Linked DNA regions of Mus musculus: regions 1 and 2 are each linked to region 3. A link is a contact called in public Hi-C and promoter capture Hi-C data. All regions are on one chromosome and are shown on one strand. The core of a region is the stretch at or near the end of the contact, and the rest is flanking DNA. Distances in the headings are between cores, read along the strand shown.

Region 1 (3,267 bases), core at 354-2,853, 160 kb after region 3:
ATATCAGCCTTTGAATAAAGTTGAATAAAGAAACATTTTGCTGGCTCAAAACTTGGTTTTCATAGTGGATTATTCCCAAATTCTCAGACCCTAACAACGCAAACATTATTTTCATCATTATCCCTCCAATGAAATAAATTCTCTGCAGTAACCCTAACGACTCTTAGAAATCTTCCATTACCAGCAGGACTAATTTTTTCTCCTAACAGTTATTTTTTTTGCCAAGAGTCTTATTCAAGAACTAGTTAAAAATACCAGTGTTCCATCTTTCATAACCACTCTAATTTTTCCTAACGTATCCATCTATATGCAACTAATTCAAGTTACATCTCTAACTCCATTCCCATCAATCAACAACAAGAAGGTAGAAAACCAATTTGAAAATTGGAACGAACAGGCCGGGTGTGGCGATACACGCCTTTAATCCCAGCATTTAGGGGAGGCAGAGGCAGGCGGATCACCAAGTGAGTTTGAGGTCAGTCTCAGTAACAAGAGGGAGTTCTAAGACAGCCAGAGCTACACAGAGAAACTCTCAAAAAAACAAAACAAACAAAAAAAAAAAAAAACAAAAAACAACCAAAGCTTTACAGTACAATTTAGGTAATTTGATAATGAACAACCTAGGGGCTAATTGTTTTGATCTACATGATTGTTTGTGCCTCTAGCACAGGGGAAAACTCTTGGCTGCTGCTTGGGGCAGGGGTGGGGGCTGCCTTAGTGAGTGTGGTAGGGTAGGGTAGGGTATAACCGGCATTTGTGGATATATATTTTGCTTTAGGAAGCTAAGTGATAAAGAGAAATAATTGCCAACTCATGAGTAATTTGTAAATTGATGGAGCCCTGACCTCCCAGAACTAAGTTTTCTCAATCTGCATTTCATTGTCTCACATTTCACTGACTTTGTGTAATAAACAACACACTTAATGCGTGAATCCAGCTAGATGCAGGTTAGGAATACCGAATCCTAAAAGGGGGTGCTGGATTCGTAAAAAGTGTTTTAATTGTTATTTTTTTTCCCAAGAAGAGTAGGTTTGGACTGGGTAGTCTCTTAATAGAATACTTAAGAGCTTTCTGGTGCCGCAGGGATTTTTGCCAGATTGCGCATGCATGCAGTTGAACATCTCTGTACAGGCACTTCCCTAACTCTGAAAGCTTGCAACACACATTCCATCAGAAGGAAGGCCTGGATACAGTTGTCTGTATGCTGATGTGCAAAAAGAAAGGGTGTGCCCTGCGTCCAGTGTTAGCCAAGCACCCATCATTCATTCATTCATTCATTCATTCATTCATTCATTCATTCATTCATTCGATATTTATTATGTGTATTTTTCATTGCCAAGCTGCGTTGCTTGCCCGCCAGAGGTGCAGCTAGTGCGGTGCGCAGAGGCAAGAACTTCAGATTCCCAGGCCGGGGTCTTCCCTCCAGTGCAGCTCTGAGACAAAGAGATGCACCCCTACAGCTCCCAGGGCTGAGGGCTCCGCCCGCGGCCCCCAGGGTTTCAGAGCGACTGCTCCTTCACTCCCCGGCCGGAGGGGGCGCTGCAGCGCCGGCCCTCCGCCCGCCCCTGCGCGGCGCTCGGCTCGGCTCGGCGCTGGCGGGCGGCGCCGCGGTGGTACGTTCCCCTTCGCCGCCCGCCCCCTCCGCGGCGGCCCTCCCCGCCGGTGGTAGGTGCCGGAAGTGCCGCCATTTTGGGGTGTTCTGCTCTGGCGGCAGCGGCAGCGGCAGAGGCGGCGGCGGCGGCGGGACGCGGAGGCTCCCCCGGGATTCGGCCTCAGCAGCGAGGCAGCGGCGGCTGCGGAGGAGCAAGGCAGCAGCTGAGGCAGCGGCGGGCTCAGGTGCAGCCGCTGGTGAGTGCGGCGGCCGCAGGATAACGGGCCGCGGGATGAAGGGAGGGAAAGAGAGGGAGGCTGGAGGGAGGCGCCGCGGGGCGGGTCAGGTTCGGGCGGCTACGGGTCACAGGGCCCTCCGGGTGCGGTCGCTCCCGCTTCCCCGCACCCCGGGGACCAGGCCGCGGACTGCTCGGGACTCGGGGGCCCATTCGCGTCCGCCCGGCGCGTGCCCCTGCTCCCAGGGAGACCCGCCCTCCTCGTGGCCTGGCCCCGGCTCCCTTGCCCTTTGCCTCCACTCTCCCGGCCCCGAGGGCTTGCTTCCTGCACCGCACCCGAGTCCTCCTCTCCGGGTCCGCTGGGCGAGATCGCGGCTGTCTACCCGAGACGCCGCTTCCCTGACCCTGTCGCCCCACGTGTTCTTCGTGCCCACCCCCGGGGGTGTCCTAGATTCCCGCCCCTAGAAGGCAGCGCTCCTCTCGATCCTCCGGAGCTCTTGCAGTTCTCGCCCTGGGGCCGCTTTGGCTCGCCCTACCCCCCACATCAGGTGCTCGCTCGCCCAGTCAAGGCCTAGTAGCAGGGCTCGAATCTCGCACCCAGGAGCGGGGACGGCTCTGGAGGGTGCCTTCTTCGCTAGGTCCCAGGCTTTGGATTTAAAGTCGGTAGTGGTGTCTCGGTTGTGGTGGTTCTGACAGGATGTTGTTTTAATTTTCTCCGACCATTGCATATGCTTTTTAAGGAGCTTCTCATTGGTTTAGAGACTGATTCCGGGGAGAAAGTGTGAGATTTTGGTCAGAGCTTGGTTTAGCACAACAGAATCTCTTTCTGGTGCTCAGAGTTAATGCTGTATATAAAAGCTGTTGAACAGTTTTAAAGAGCATAGACTCTGTTGATAATGTCTGCATTGTTAGGAGGTTACAAACACCCTTTGCACACACTTAAAAGGAACTTAACCTTTAAAAGATCTCTTCTCTGTCTTCTAGTCTCTGAGTTGAAGAGGTTTGAATTGCACTTTTTCACTTTTTCCAGTTTGTTTCTTTTTAGATCCTTAGAATGACGGTGTCTTCAGATGGAATTGCTTAGAGTTCTTTTTGGTTTTGGCATTAACAAGTGTACTTGGAAAATCATGGAGGTTAGAATGGACCAACTGCAACGGCACTGATTTTTTTTTTCTCTCTATACTAGTTTTTATATTAGTAGTTTTATTGCCTGAGAGTGTGGTTTCTGATCATGACCTAGGGAGGATTGAAAGCCATGCTTATGGTAAAGCAAAGCTGGGATTTGCAGCTGTTACTTTAGCTGGCAAGCTTATGAGTTCTCTTGGTTTCTTCTTCTCCACCACCTGTTTCTCTTAAGAATGGCTCTTGGCTCCAGAGCCTACGTCTCCATCCTCTCATTCATTCTTACCCTTTGGGTTTTCTTTTCCCAAGGATCCATTAG
Region 2 (3,061 bases), core at 138-2,637, 240 kb after region 3:
CTTTTCACTGAATGCTGAGGTTTGGGCCCCAGCTAGCCTTTTTTCTTTTCCTTTTGTGGTTCTTCCTGAAGCAGCCCTGCAGGGAAGCCCTAGGGTCCCTCTTCCCCTCCCCTCCCCTCGGCTCAGCCAGCTCACACCCGTGCTTCTTCCTACAGTCTCCACAGCAAAATGTGATGCTTTCAACTTTTTTGGGTTTTGTATTCTTTTGCCTTTTTGTTTTGAATTTTTCCTTTCCTACTAAGATTATGCCCAGAAAAAACAAGTTGTGCATGTTTCCTGCTGTTTCTTCACACCTTCGTATGTATCACCTTCACCTCTCTGTTTTCTATAGTTTGTGCAAAAACTGACTGATTTAAAGGGGTTTCAAAGAAGATGTTTTAAATTGTTATGGGGTTGATTTTTTTTCTCAAGATTGTATCGTTTTATTTTGAAGTGGCAACTTTCTCCTCTATTGCCCTTAGAGTGTTTGCCTGTGCACTTAGACTGTCACTCTTTGTGGTGGCCTCCAGGTCTCAGTGGGGGATCCAGGAGGCTGGCTGCTCTGCTCAGGGAGTACAGGGGGCCAGAGGCAGAAGCAGAACCAAAGGTGGCTGTGGGTAGGCAGGATGCTTAGGGCATCAAGGCTAGATCACGGAGGGAGGGAGGGCAGGCGGGCAGTACTTCTGATTACCCAGAGGAGGCCATCGGTGCACTGAGTGGCAATATACCTGCCTGCCTGCGCTTTCCCTAGGTGACAAGCACAATAAATACTACAGTCTTCACACTGTTTACAGCTCTGGGCACCAACCACCCCGCACTGGCTCTTCACTATGGCTCTGCTCTTACTTAGCTAATAGAGTTGGGGTAAGGGCAAGAAACTGTTTTTAAATTGGGTGAAGAGCCAGATAGCTACTGTTCCCGGGTGCCAGGCCAGCCAGTTCTTTGGTTTCCTAAGGGAAACTTACCCTCTTCTCTTGTAGCACCATCCAGCCTCAGGGTCTTGGGGACTTGGAAGAATGTGAATAGAGGAGGAGAGGCTAGAGGAAATGAGTAGACAGGGATGGATCTGTGAAGAGCAGAGGCTGCAGGGAGGATTTTTGACAGATCCCACTGAGACTTAAGCACTGGTGGGAGGGAAAGTGGAAGCAAGGTTGTCCAGGAAAGGGTGGCAAGGTGCAGCAAAGGATGGGGGTGGGGAGAGAAGCACGGTCTGGCATCATCCACTCTCTGCCTGGTGTTGAAGGAACTCCAGCACAGTTTCTGCTCTGGGACCCCTACAGGTTGCCCAATATATTATGCTTGAGGCCACCTTACTAGGAAGAAATGGCAGCCAAGTGGGGGACTTAAGTATGCTGCTTAAGGTCCTGGAAGGGGTGGTAGGATGCCAGCGCCTAGCATGAGAGAGCCTGCTGTGTGCCCACAGTCTGACTGCACAGAGCGCCTCTGTCGGCAGGAGGTGCTGCGGTCCCCTTCCTGTGTACTGAGAAGCTGGGCTTGCCAATATAGTTTGCTTTCGATTCCAAGAGGAGCTCTGGGAAAACCTGTGGATAAAACCAAATGCCAAATGTTGGACATTGTTTCCTTTTCCTTTTCTCTCTGATTGTTTTAATTGTTCCGTAGTGGTTTTAATGGATTTGAGACCCTGGAGCGGCAGCTGCCTTTCTGATTTCCAGCTGCTTTTTGTGAATAATTTAAAAAGAAAAAAAAAAGAAACTTTACATTTTGGAGACAAACCTGTGTGAGTTTTTTATTGGTACAAACGTTGTATTTAACACTAGGGGTTTTGTACAGTTTTTTGCCTTTTCTACTAGAAAACAATGTAAAGTGATTTCACAATGTGAAGAGAAAAAAATTGCCACTATGACCAAACGCACAGTCTGTTCTGCAGCAACAACGGGATTCAATCAACTCAAAGTCGTGATTCAGCCGTAGAAATGCTTTTCTTGACCTTGTTTGAGCTTTCCTTTTTTCCTGTTTGATTTATAAAAGATGTCTTTTGTGTGTGAACTTGTGTTGTACTCTGTAGAAAATTATGGATTTTGCTTTAATGGTTTTTAAAAAAAAAAAAGGGCAAGAAGAGCCCGTGTCGCTTTTCTTACCTAATCACAGTTTGTGTAGTGGATTAAAAAAAGAAAAAGTTGTTAAAAGTTTGGAGCAAGGGAGTATGTGTTTAAAAGGACTCTCCTTCCTTTTTGTGTGTGTTTCCTTTTGTCCCAATGGGGAACCTAAATCTGTTTTAATTGCACAGACACACAGACAAAAAGTCATTTTGTATCTGCCAAGTGTGGTACCTTCCTTTGTTTATTTGCTATTAAACTGTTTGAGAAGAACTGTTTGTCTTCTGCGTTGTCAATTGCCCGGGAAAGGGGGGGAGGGGAGGGGATGGGATGGGATGGGATGGGATGGGATGGGATGGGATGGGATGGGATGGGATGGGATGGGATGGGATGTGGGTGACTTCCATGCTGACAGAACCTATTGATAATTCAGCTGAAGTCACACAGAGCTCCCGAAGGAAAAGACAGTTTCTCTCTGGAATGCTAGTTGTGTGACATGTCTGCATTCTACAAAGTAACCATAATATGGAAACACCTTGAAACACTTTGGTAGCTTTAATTTGTCCTCCCTCTTCCATTACAGCTGATGGCCTGTGTGAATCCTAGATCATGGCCTTCTCTTCAAGCCTTTAGTCTTCAGCCCCAAAAGTAGTTAGACCTTTAAGGTGCCTTAAGTTAATTCTTCAGGTATTCTAGATCATTCTCTAATGGAGCCTCCTGCCTAGGACTGCCTTTGAACTTCTGGGAGCTTGCAGTTCAGCTACTTGTGTCTAAAGAGGCAGAGACTCTGGCCGAGCAACAGCCCTGTCTCTGTCCAGTCCTTCACTACAGCTACCACCCTCCATGGAGACTCCTGGTACTGGGTGGTCCAGTCTTCACAGAGGTGAAGCCGCCTCTCTGGGCGCTAGAGCTGACTTGTGGGTGGAGCCCCTCTATTTGGGGTGGACCTGGTGGGTAGTGTAACTCAGGTATTTCCTGGACACTGTCCATTTGATAATCACATGAGGAATAACAGAGCTCTTGTC
Region 3 (3,162 bases), core at 191-2,690:
TGGCCTGTCCCAGCTTAATTGAGGGATTGTGGGCCCAGCTTTTATGAGTCAATTACTCTTTAACTTTTTGTTAAAGATTTCTTTACATATATGGATGTTTTGTCTGCATATACATCTATCTACACCAGAAGAGGGATCCCATAGGACTATAGTTGTGAGGCACCAGGTGGATGCTAGGATTTGAATTCAGGAAGTGCAGCCAGTGCTCTTTGCCTCTGAGTCATCTCTTCAGCTCTGAGGTTTGCCCTTAAAATAGCACATCTTTACTTTTAGACAATAGGGTCATTTAGTCGATGGAGACTCACACAAGTCCTTGAACAAGTCTCAAGTAACAGTGGGGCTCAGCTCTGAAAGCTCTTCCAGATGATCCAAATTTGGTTTCCAGCGTCCACAAGACCACATCGGGTCTCCCACTCTAGGGAGACCTCTGACCTCAGTGGGCGGGCACCTGCACTCACAACAAGCACACGGATTAAAACAATGTTTAAAAATCAAGGCTGGGGGGCTGGTGAGATGGCTCAGTGGGTAAGAGCACCCGACTGCTCTTCCGAAGGTCCAGAGTTCAAATCCCAGCAACCACATGGTGGCTCACAACCATCCGTAACGAGATCTGACTCCCTCTTCTGGAGTGTCTGACTTACATATAATAATAAATAAATCTTTAAAAAAAAAAAAACAAGGCTGGCTAGATAGTCTAGAAGGTTTGTGTTTGCCTGGCACTTGAAACTCATGCAAAGGCAGAAGGGAAGAACTGACTCCATAAAGTGTACACATGTTCCCCTGCTCATCCTGCACATGCAAACAAGAGTGAAGGGGAGGCGGCTGGTGAGGTTGTTCAGGGGCTAAAAGCACTTGCTCTTTGAGCAGCACCCACTTAGCAATTCAAACAGCTCACAACTGCAGGTAACTAGCTCCCTAGGGATCTGAAACCTAGCCTCCAGGTGAACACACACACACACACACACACACACATTTTTTTAAAAAGGAATAATTACTATTTTAAACCAAATCAAGACAAGGCAGGGATGGGGGAAGGACATTTTACGTTTGTCAAAGGGAGAAGAAATGAAGTAAACTAGAATGAACCTGATTCCTTCTCTCTAGGACTGACCTCGTGTTCTCCTAGTGTATCTGCTCTTTTTAAATAACTCTTGGCTGCTTGCTACATACAGTTCTAACCCTCACCAGCCCCCAAAGGAATAGAAGCTTCAGGCCCTTGAACAAAGTAAATTACCTTTACAACTACCGAAAGTAGAAATATGAAGGCCCTCGGCACTGTTCTACTCATCAGTCCCCAGACTGTGTCTGTAAAGTTTGAGATGAAATTTGAATCAGTAAACCGTTGGAATGTGAAACGCAAGTTGCCTGACATCCCAAGGCTCGCAGCTTACAGATGAGGGCGGGGTCCTGCCCTCCTTCCGCTTCTGGCTCCCGGTTGCTAGGCTCCCAGGGTCCTCGCAGAAAACTCCAGCAGGTGAGCTGAGGGACTGGGCCTGCGAAGGAGCGCCCTAGCTGGCAGGGGACAAGCAGGGGATCCCAGGCAGGAAGGGAGTGAGAGGACAGGAAGTGCAGGGGGGCGAGGAGAGTGCCGGGGGGGGGGGGCGGAATGGGGAGAGGGGGGCAGAGGGCGAGGAGGGCAGGGGGCAAGGAGCTTTGGGACGGACAGGACTCCAGGCTGGCCTCTGCAGAAAGAGTGAGAGTGGAGAGATGGAGAAGCTCCTGCAGCGTCCACCCGGCCTGGGGACCAGCTGCGGGGAAGGGGTAGCCAGGCAGCGCGGTGTCACCCCGCGGGCTCCGGTGGAAACTTCTGCTCTGTCCTTCCTTGGGCTTGCCTCTGGGCAGTCCACACTCCGAGGCAGGGCGCTCAGAACTGAACGTTTCCAGGGCTCTCGCTTCCGACCCCTGACCTTTCCTTTTCAACTGCTCTGAGGCGACTCTGCGCGTGCCCCCAACCCGGTTCCTTTCCCTTTTCTGCGGCGTCCTGGTGTTGGGCATCTGTTCTCAGCGTAAACTAAGCATGGGGCCAATGAGGCTCCTGGTGAATCTAGTGGACCAGGCGTGGGGACACGCAGAGCGCCCCAGCTCCTCAGGTGTGTGCTGGCAACCACCATCCTCTCCTTTCGTAAGACGCCGGCTTGGCAAGAGTTTAACCCCCGAGTGGTTGTGGGTGTGAAAGGGCAGGGTCTGCAGATTTGGTGTTATTTGTTGGCGGTGGTGGTTGGTTAGGTTTCTTTTCACTTTTCCTACGGGGATTTGTAACTTCTGTGTAATCAGCTGTTTGGAAATCAGGCAGATATTGCAGCTGGGTACGGTGCTACTAACTCGCCTACATCATACTATGCGGCAGTAACATGTTCCCGGCGTTGGAAACAGAACTAAAGCCGGAGGTTGGTACACTCTTTTTCCGATAACTTCGCAGAAACCCAATCCAAGGTCAGAAGGTTCACTGTGGTGGCATGCTGGTCCAGCTGGAGGTATATTTGGGGCGGCGGAAGGATGGGCTTTTTAGCCCCGGTTGGCATGGAACTCACTCTGTTGCCCGGACTACCCTTGAACTTGAGTTCTCCTCCTACCTCTGCTTCCCTGGTGCTGGGAGTACTAGTGTTTGCCACCAGACCTGTTGGAGATTATGATTCCCAAAATAGAATAATTCACTATTTGCCTGGCGTTTGCTTGTTTTGTTCCCGTATCCTATGCAGCGTGTTTGGTGCTTTTGGTTAAGAAGTCAGTGTCATCTGAATGAATGTCCTGCTTGAGATGGCTTTTCTTTCACAGACTCTTCCTGATCCCTATGAGGACTTTATTCACCATCACCTCCAGTATTATGGATATTTCAAAGGTAACACTTCCTTCTCTCCAGCATCCACGGGTTGAACTGTTGTATTTACTGAAAGAACTGTTTGGATGAGACTGGGACGCTGTTTCTAGATGATTAGTTAAAAAGTGCTTCCTACTCCCAATTGAACGGAACCACCTCTGTCAAGGTGCACTTACTATATGCAAAAGCACAAATGTCTCTTCTAGGCTCTTTAGTTTATTGGCCTGTTTTTCTACTGATGCACTAGTAAATTAGCAGCTCTGAATTGCTCCACGACACTAAAGAAGATTCCTTTTTACCACTATGTAGTCCGACTGCTAAGGAACTCACTCTCCTGTCTTAGC

Evidence for each region. Promoter capture Hi-C pulls out the DNA fragments that hold promoters and counts their contacts. Hi-C and Micro-C count contacts between places; a contact is called where the count stands out from the background.
Region 1: a promoter capture Hi-C map of hippocampal neurons shows a contact between it and region 3, with 3 times the contacts expected there. The contact joins the promoter of Celf1 here to the promoter of Agbl2 in region 3. A contact is called at or near these places in 2 of 39 promoter capture datasets (embryonic stem cells and hippocampal neurons), 1 of 484 Hi-C or Micro-C datasets (embryonic stem cells), 2 of 115 datasets of contacts at active chromatin or transcription factors (embryonic stem cells and memory CD8 T cells) and 2 of 9 other capture datasets (adipose tissue and macrophages).
Region 2: a contact with region 3 is called in a Hi-C map of cerebellum, with 1.6 times the contacts expected there. The contact joins the enhancer-like site here to the promoter of Agbl2 in region 3. A contact is called at or near these places in 4 of 39 promoter capture datasets (the 3T3-L1 cell line, hippocampal neurons and liver), 13 of 484 Hi-C or Micro-C datasets (the G1E-ER4 cell line, Th1 cells, cardiomyocytes and 7 more), 2 of 115 datasets of contacts at active chromatin or transcription factors (embryonic stem cells and extraembryonic endoderm stem cells) and 4 of 9 other capture datasets (adipose tissue, embryonic stem cells, liver and 1 more).

What each region holds. Positions count from the first base shown.
Region 1 is chr2:90,938,794-90,942,060 of GRCm38.p6, forward strand. It overlaps Celf1 (CUGBP, Elav-like family member 1), which reads left to right and starts at 1,604. Exons shown (of 14, transcript NM_198683.2): 1 at 1,604-1,848.
Region 2 is chr2:91,017,189-91,020,249 of GRCm38.p6, forward strand. It overlaps Celf1 (CUGBP, Elav-like family member 1), which reads left to right. Exons shown (of 14, transcript NM_198683.2): 14 at 1-2,309. Among named protein-coding and RNA genes, the nearest start is that of Gm13777, 13 kb to the right of the region's middle. Within about 2 kb of position 1,388, at least 23 of the 459 cell types and tissues checked have an H3K27ac peak or open chromatin away from gene starts, as enhancers often do. A contact at or near this core is called in adipose tissue, cerebellum and cortical neurons, where this site is marked.
Region 3 is chr2:90,781,287-90,784,448 of GRCm38.p6, forward strand. Agbl2 (ATP/GTP binding protein-like 2) reads left to right here and starts at 1,441. Exons shown (of 18, transcript NM_178755.4): 1 at 1,441-1,474; 2 at 2,290-2,387; 3 at 2,700-2,839. The coding sequence starts at 2,740.